2 separate regions of the Mus musculus genome follow, and region 2 is linked to region 1. The links are chromatin contacts, called in public HiChIP or PLAC-seq maps. All regions are on one chromosome and are shown on one strand. The core of a region is the stretch at or near the end of the contact, and the rest is flanking DNA. Distances in the headings are between cores, read along the strand shown. Region 1 overlaps Foxn3 (forkhead box N3). Region 2 overlaps Efcab11 (EF-hand calcium binding domain 11).

The links. HiChIP or PLAC-seq counts read pairs in DNA pulled down with a chosen protein or histone mark.
Region 2: an H3K27ac HiChIP or PLAC-seq map of embryonic stem cells shows a contact between it and region 1, with 2.9 times the contacts expected there. The contact joins two enhancer-like sites. A contact is called at or near these places in 1 of 484 Hi-C or Micro-C datasets (bone marrow-derived macrophages) and 2 of 115 datasets of contacts at active chromatin or transcription factors (both in embryonic stem cells).

The regions. Positions count from the first base shown.
Region 1 is chr12:99,228,282-99,231,492 of GRCm38.p6, forward strand. The region is part of intron 4 of Foxn3 (forkhead box N3); the gene reads right to left. Among named protein-coding and RNA genes, the nearest start is that of 4930474N09Rik, 67 kb to the left of the region's middle. Within about 2 kb of position 1,935, at least 23 of the 459 cell types and tissues checked have an H3K27ac peak or open chromatin away from gene starts, as enhancers often do. A contact at or near this core is called in embryonic stem cells, where this site is marked.
Region 2 is chr12:99,764,913-99,768,246 of GRCm38.p6, forward strand. The region is part of intron 5 of Efcab11 (EF-hand calcium binding domain 11); the gene reads right to left. Among named protein-coding and RNA genes, the nearest start is that of Efcab11, 120 kb to the right of the region's middle. Within about 2 kb of position 1,284, at least 6 of the 459 cell types and tissues checked have an H3K27ac peak or open chromatin away from gene starts, as enhancers often do. A contact at or near this core is called in embryonic stem cells, where this site is marked.

The sequences.
Region 1 (3,211 bases), core at 685-3,184:
CACCAGACTACCTGTCCAAAGGTGATTAATGCTCTTTCTCAACAAAGTCAGGGCTCAGGACATGAAAGTCCAAGTGTTCCCACGGTGTAAGACAGCTACCAGGGAGACAGGGAAGGCAGGCTGGGTCATGACCTGATCAAATTTTATTTTTCCCTGGAACAGGAGTTATATGTGACCCTCTCTTGTAAGAAGTGCTAACCAATGGTCAAAGCTGACACACCAAAGGTCATGCCTATCTGGTTAGGTTGGGAGAGGGGGTAAAGGGGGAGAGGACAGATGGTAGCACCCTTCTGACCCTGTAGACAATTAACTTAAACTTCCAAGTAGGATCTGCCCTTACGTTTAACTCTGTAGGCATAACTGCACATAATTAGAAGTCATAATTACAGCTCTCTTTCTAGAATGTGACCACAGTATCCACATTGACCTCTGTGGCAGCCTGGCCTCCATGCTGGGAAGTACAAACAGGGAGGATACAGCCTCTACCCAGTGACCTCACAGAGATGGGCAGCCAATGCCCCAGAAACTTCTAAGGTCGGGCATCTACACTTATTCCCTGGGGAGTGAACTTGGGATCTGTTTGGGGTTTCCTAATTATCCCTTTCCACTGAGAAATATTTTACTTTAAATAGACACACAGTAAGCTGGAGCCTCAACACCGTCTTCTTTCAGGACATGTGGGAAAGGCCAAAGCAACCATTCAAATTAATATACCAGTAATTACTGTGTATCTACAGTCTAATTACCCATGAAATGACCAAGTTGAAAAGATCAATTTCTGATCAGTTTTTCACTTGGGCATTTTATAAAAAGTAGCTATGGAGGCTCTAGGTCACTGAAAAATGCCAATTTATTATTAGTTTATTATACCTTATACCCCTATGTGGCCATAGATCAAAACTTATCTCCAATCATGCCACTAAACAAACCATTCCACAGGAAATCAAACTTGTCTGGGTTTTCAGACAGACAGACAGACAGACAGGTCTCAGCATTGGGCAGGGAAACACAGACTTCAGAAGTTATCCTCTGAAACCATCTTATTGATGAAAAAGAAGAGATAGGCCCAGGTAAAGCAAGAGTGAGCCCTGGGTGAGTTGGTTGGCAGTCTCTAACAGTAGACAGGCCCCACTGGAACCTCTCCATCCCAGCCATGCCTAGAGAAAGAAGACAGGAGCTCTGTCGCTTTAACAAAACACAGGGCCCCAACTGGAATCTTCCCAGGGATATCTAAAACACAAAACACATTGGATTCTCTGTGTATCCCATGCGTGCAAACAAGAAGGCAGGACATCTAAAAGATCATCCCAGAGTTTTAGCTCATAAATCCAACGCGGTTTTTCAGCCATGTGACTACCAACTCACTTTGCAGCAAAGGTCAGTCAGTTCCTCTCTGGTTTTCAGGAGCCTGCAGACCTCCCAGCCCTTTCTTTTTAGGAGTATCTGCGCCTTTGCCTATTACTAGTAGCCCCTTACACAATCCAGACAGAGTCAACACGGGGGGGGGGGGGGAGAGGAGAGAGAGAGAGAGAGAGAGAAAATGAGAATGAATATCTCACTAGCCTTTGTGGGGCTGAATGAGATGGGAAATTCCCAAGTTCCCTAAGGACAGAGGCAGAGGGCTTCACAGACAAGTCCTGTCCACATCCAAACCCAGGCCAGGGGCGATTCCCACTTGGAGGCATGAACTTCGAAGAAATACAGTTTTTACCCATACACTTCTCTGTGACTGGAGCTGCCTGAGAGTGAAAGGTGGGTTTCTGTATTTGTAAAAGCTTTATTCAGTAAGGAGAAATAAAGCCATTCCTCAGAGGTGTCCCAAGCTAAGAGTTTAAGAAGAGGAATAATTACCTCACTGCTTCTGTAGGCGTGTCGCTGGAGAGATACACTACCCCAGTACTGTGTTCTATTGGTTCAGTAAGAGAAAGCAAAGGGACTGGGTGTGAATGCACACCAAAGGCATTTAATTGAGACCGGAACATTTGCATCTCAAAGCTCACTCTCTATGTGGCCACCAATACAAACTGCATATATCAAGTGTCGGGGTACAATGATCCAGACGGGTAAGGAAGAACCTATAGAGGGGCACATTCTCAAAGTTACAGTAATTATTGAAAAAATTTCATGTTATTTACTGGCCAAGAAATCTAACGCCACACACAGCAAGGATTCTATGACCACGTGCTGGCTTGCTAGGGTCTCGGGACTCTGGCTCCACACACCACCCAGCTGACCGCCACTCTCACAACCAACCTCACAGCCTATTAAAAGGAAGGCTTTGTCCCCGGGGCTTTGCTCACTGCTCTGTAAAGGAGCATCGGCCATATCGATCCCAAGTGTCACCGTGATAGACAAGTCACAGATTAAACACCACCCTTCCTCATTTCAATTAAAAAGAGTTCGGAACTGAACTTCGTATCCCATTTGTTTACTGAGTGGTACTTGATGAAAGAAAAGGTTAGAAACAGGACACTGGGCCAGGGAGATGGCTCGACAGGTAAAGAAAGCACTTGCTGTCCAAGCCCTGATCACCCGGGTTTGCATCCCGGGAGTGCACGCAGACGGCCATCTGCTGCAGGGCACTTCTGTAAACTGTGCGCTCCCATGGAGATATGGGAGGTAGAGGCAGGATAACTAGCCTGGGTCAGCCTTCCTGGCTTATGTGGCATAAACAGGAGAAACCCAGCCTCAACTGCAGCATTGTCCTCTGACAACTGCACCATGCCATGCACACATGGACTCATGTGCACAGTAAATAGGTGATAACAGCAACAGCAAGAGCTGTACTTAGCGGTCAAAATGGATTATGTTTTAAAAGTAAAACAGGATATGCCTTTAGTCCCTGCACTCAAAAGGCAGGAGGCAGGAGGCAAGGGGGCAGGGGGCAGAGGGCAGAGGGCAGGGGTCAGGAGGCAGGTAGATCTCTGAGCTAGAGGCCAGCCTGGTCTATCTAGAGATTTCTAGGACAGCCATAACTACACAGAGAAACCCTGTCTCAAACAAAACAAAAAACAAAAACCCCACAAATATAAATAAAAATTAAACACACACACACACACACACACACACACCATAAACATAAGCTGAGTGTGGCAGTACTCTTGTGACACCCCAGCACTCTGGTTTAGGGGCTCAGGGCATCCTTGGCTAAATAGGGAGCTGTGTGCCAGCGTGGGCTACACAAGAACCCGTCACACACAGACAACCGAAT
Region 2 (3,334 bases), core at 34-2,533, 540 kb after region 1:
TCTCCAAAAGAAGGGTTTAACTCCTGACCTCACCAGGTTCTTTGTGATGCTGCGGTCATCTCGTCAAGCTTCATGTCACCATTCCTACTTCACCCTGTTCTCCTGCTCTATCTACCCCTTCTCTTACTCCTGCAATGTGTTTGGAGAAGATGGCGCACATGGACACTTGGCACATACTTTTTCCTTATAGCCAGAGCAACAACTCTATTTTCTGCCTGCATAAACTCTTACTCATTCTTCAAGAATTGGCAGGGCCACCAGTTGTGTTTAGAACCCCACCCCCCCTCCAGTGGGCCAGGTGCCCTACAAGCACTGTCCCAGTAGTTCTCACATCTGAAGAAACTGTTTCATTTTTAAAAAGACTTTGTTTTATCTTACTTGTGTACTTGCTGCAAGTGTACTGGTGCCCCTGGAGGCCAGAAAAGGGTGTCGGATCCCTTGGACTTGAGTTAGAGAGCTTTGTGAGCTGCCTAGCAGGAGTGCTGGGCACTGATCTCAGGTTCTCTGAAAGGGCAGTGAGCGCTGGGAGCTACTGAGCCTTTTCTCCTGTCCCTGCTTAAATTTAAGAAACCACTGGTTCCATGGGCAAGGGCCACAACTGATCAATACCCCATGCTACTGCTACGCACTGGCTAGGCATGCTGGGAACTCTGGAGAGCAGTGGTTCTCTAACTGTGCTTTCAGGATTTCTTTATGCTCTCAAATCCTTAGAACCTAATAAGTGTCTGGTGGTGAATACCCTACCTATTAATACCATGCTAGGAATGATCACTAAAACTAAGAAAACGATTAAAAATTAATTCATTTAAAAATAACAACAGTAAATCCACTACATTTTTATGAAAACAAATTTTAGCAATGAAACAATAGTGAAAAACCTACCATGATTTTATATTTTTGCAAGTCTCTGAAATATATTGCCTACTAAGTTATAGTTTGGCTTGCATGGCTCCCTTAGAATTCCCTTTGAGGAGATATGGTTTGGGACCTAAAGAAAAGTTGGGCTTCCTGCTGTTAAGGAGGTGCAAAAGCAAGAGCCACTGCAATAGCTATGTCATCTGATCAAAGACATTCCCTCTAAAGTCACTCTACACTAGGGCAAACAAGGTGGCTAGGTGGGCACAGTGCTTGCCATGAAAGCGTAAGAGCCTGACTTCAAGACCCCTAGCACCCAAGTAAATAGCAGTGCTGCGGTTTTATTGTATTTGATGTTGATTCTGTTCTCCTGTGAGGGGCTGCGAACAAGGAGTGAGTCAGCACTCAGGTGATTTCCGGAAAACCTGCTTCCCACCTTAATTTGTAAAATAAAGGAGAGCTGATGATTGGGCAGAAAAAGGGAAGGTGGAGTGAAAAGTTGAGAGAGAAGAAGGAAAAACTGGAAGAGGGAGAGGACACAGAGGAGGAGGAAGAAGAGGAGAAGCGGAGCAGAAGCACACGGCCTAGAGAAACTGCAAGTTCTAAGGGGTCTCATAGATGGAGAAGATGGTAGTGTTGCGGAAGATCTGCTCAATCTAGGCGCACAGCATGTATTCATATTAACTGAGTCGTGTTTTCATTGCCAGGGCATAGTTGGGTTGGAGATTTACCGCAACATAGCTGAGCATGGCCAAGCACACCGGTCACGCCAGTGGTGGAGGGAGGGTGTGGAGACACTGGGGTTATCCCCCTGTTCACTGAAAGAATGCTGTCTCAAAGGAATAAGGTAGACCGTGATGCAGGAGTATACCCAGCATCCTTCTCTTGTGTCTACACATGTGTACACTGACATATGCATTCCCATGTGCTTGCATACATACTCCATACACACACAACCACACAGACACAAATATGCATGGATGAATGCATGTGCACACATACACACGTAGAGCTTTCTAGTACTCTGTAGCTCAATAAGTGGTTATTTCTTAAAAAGCCAGGCAAGAGCCGGGTGTGGTGGCACACACCTTTAATCCCAGGACTTGGGAGGCAGAGGCAGGCGGATTTCTGAGTTTGAGGCCAGCCTGGTCTACAGAGTGAGTTCCAGGACAGCCACGGCTACACAGAGAAACCCTGCCTCAAAAAACCAAAAAAAAAAAAAAAAAAAAAAAAAAGTCAGACAAAATGTAGAATTTGGATCAGTATCAACTAAGCATGCATGTTTTAATGCAGTAAAACACGGGTGTGTCCAGGGCTCTCAATGATTCCTTCACCTCAGCGTGCTACGTTGGTCCTCAAAAAAAATTATTAATTCACTGACATATAGCTCTTGGAAATGTTAACATATTCCATTATACAATATAAAAATTATATCTGTTAATAGCAGCACTGAACTCATCACAGAAGTCTATTGAGAAACTGTCAAACTCTCAAGGGTATGCGCAAAGTTCCCAGATTCTCATTTTCACTGGAAGGTTCAAATTCCATCATTGGCAACAAACACCTCCAGTTGTTTTTGTTGAGATGACAGGTTCGCTTCAATCATTTTTGAGAAAATGCCGACCAAATACCATAGTCAGAATAACAGTAGTTTGTCTGTCAGTCACTCTTTCAAATAAAAACAATGCTCCATTAATACAGTGGCCAGGTTCAGCTCTCACACAACCCACTGTGCACGTGATCAGTTTTGTATGTGATGGAAACGACCTGTGGGCATTTCTCAGAATTTTGGAGATACAAGGCAGTGAGGACTGAGAAAAAAAATAGATAATCTGTGTTGCTTCATCAGCATATTTTTTTTAAATGCAACATACTGCCAGCCAGGTGGTGGGAAACATGATGACCGCCACTATACACTGGTGCCACTTCTTGAAGTAACTCATGCACATGGCGCTGTTTCCGTGCCATCGGTGCAAGTGTCAACACAGGGAAGCGAGGCAGACAGCGCATAGAGAACAGCGTTGATCTCATAGCCTCCCTGGGGGCTGCGGGGGTTAACATGGAAAGAGGTTCTAGGGAGTTCAACGGATACAAGGTCATTACAACCAAGCAAGGGTGTGTGTGCTAACACTGCCTGGGACACAAGCCTTCCAGACTGAAACCCACGCTCTATCCCACTCTGCATTCCGCCCCACTCCCCGGACCCCACACTTGGTTTTGGCAGAAACTTGGGTGTTAGTGCTTAGGCCTCAACAAGACATAGTTGGAAAACAACTTCCTAGGTACTATCTGGTTTTATTTATATTGCTTTTTGGACCTGTGTTTGGCTATCAGCCCTCTGGCCTCATGCCCCCTTCTCAAGAGTTAGCTAAATCCTTCCCAGCATTTTGGTAGGCTACTGCAAGATAAGCTGCCAGGTGAGCTTGCTATGGGCATCCTACATTGTACAGTGTGCGGTGAAAGGAGGCAGAGGGGAGAG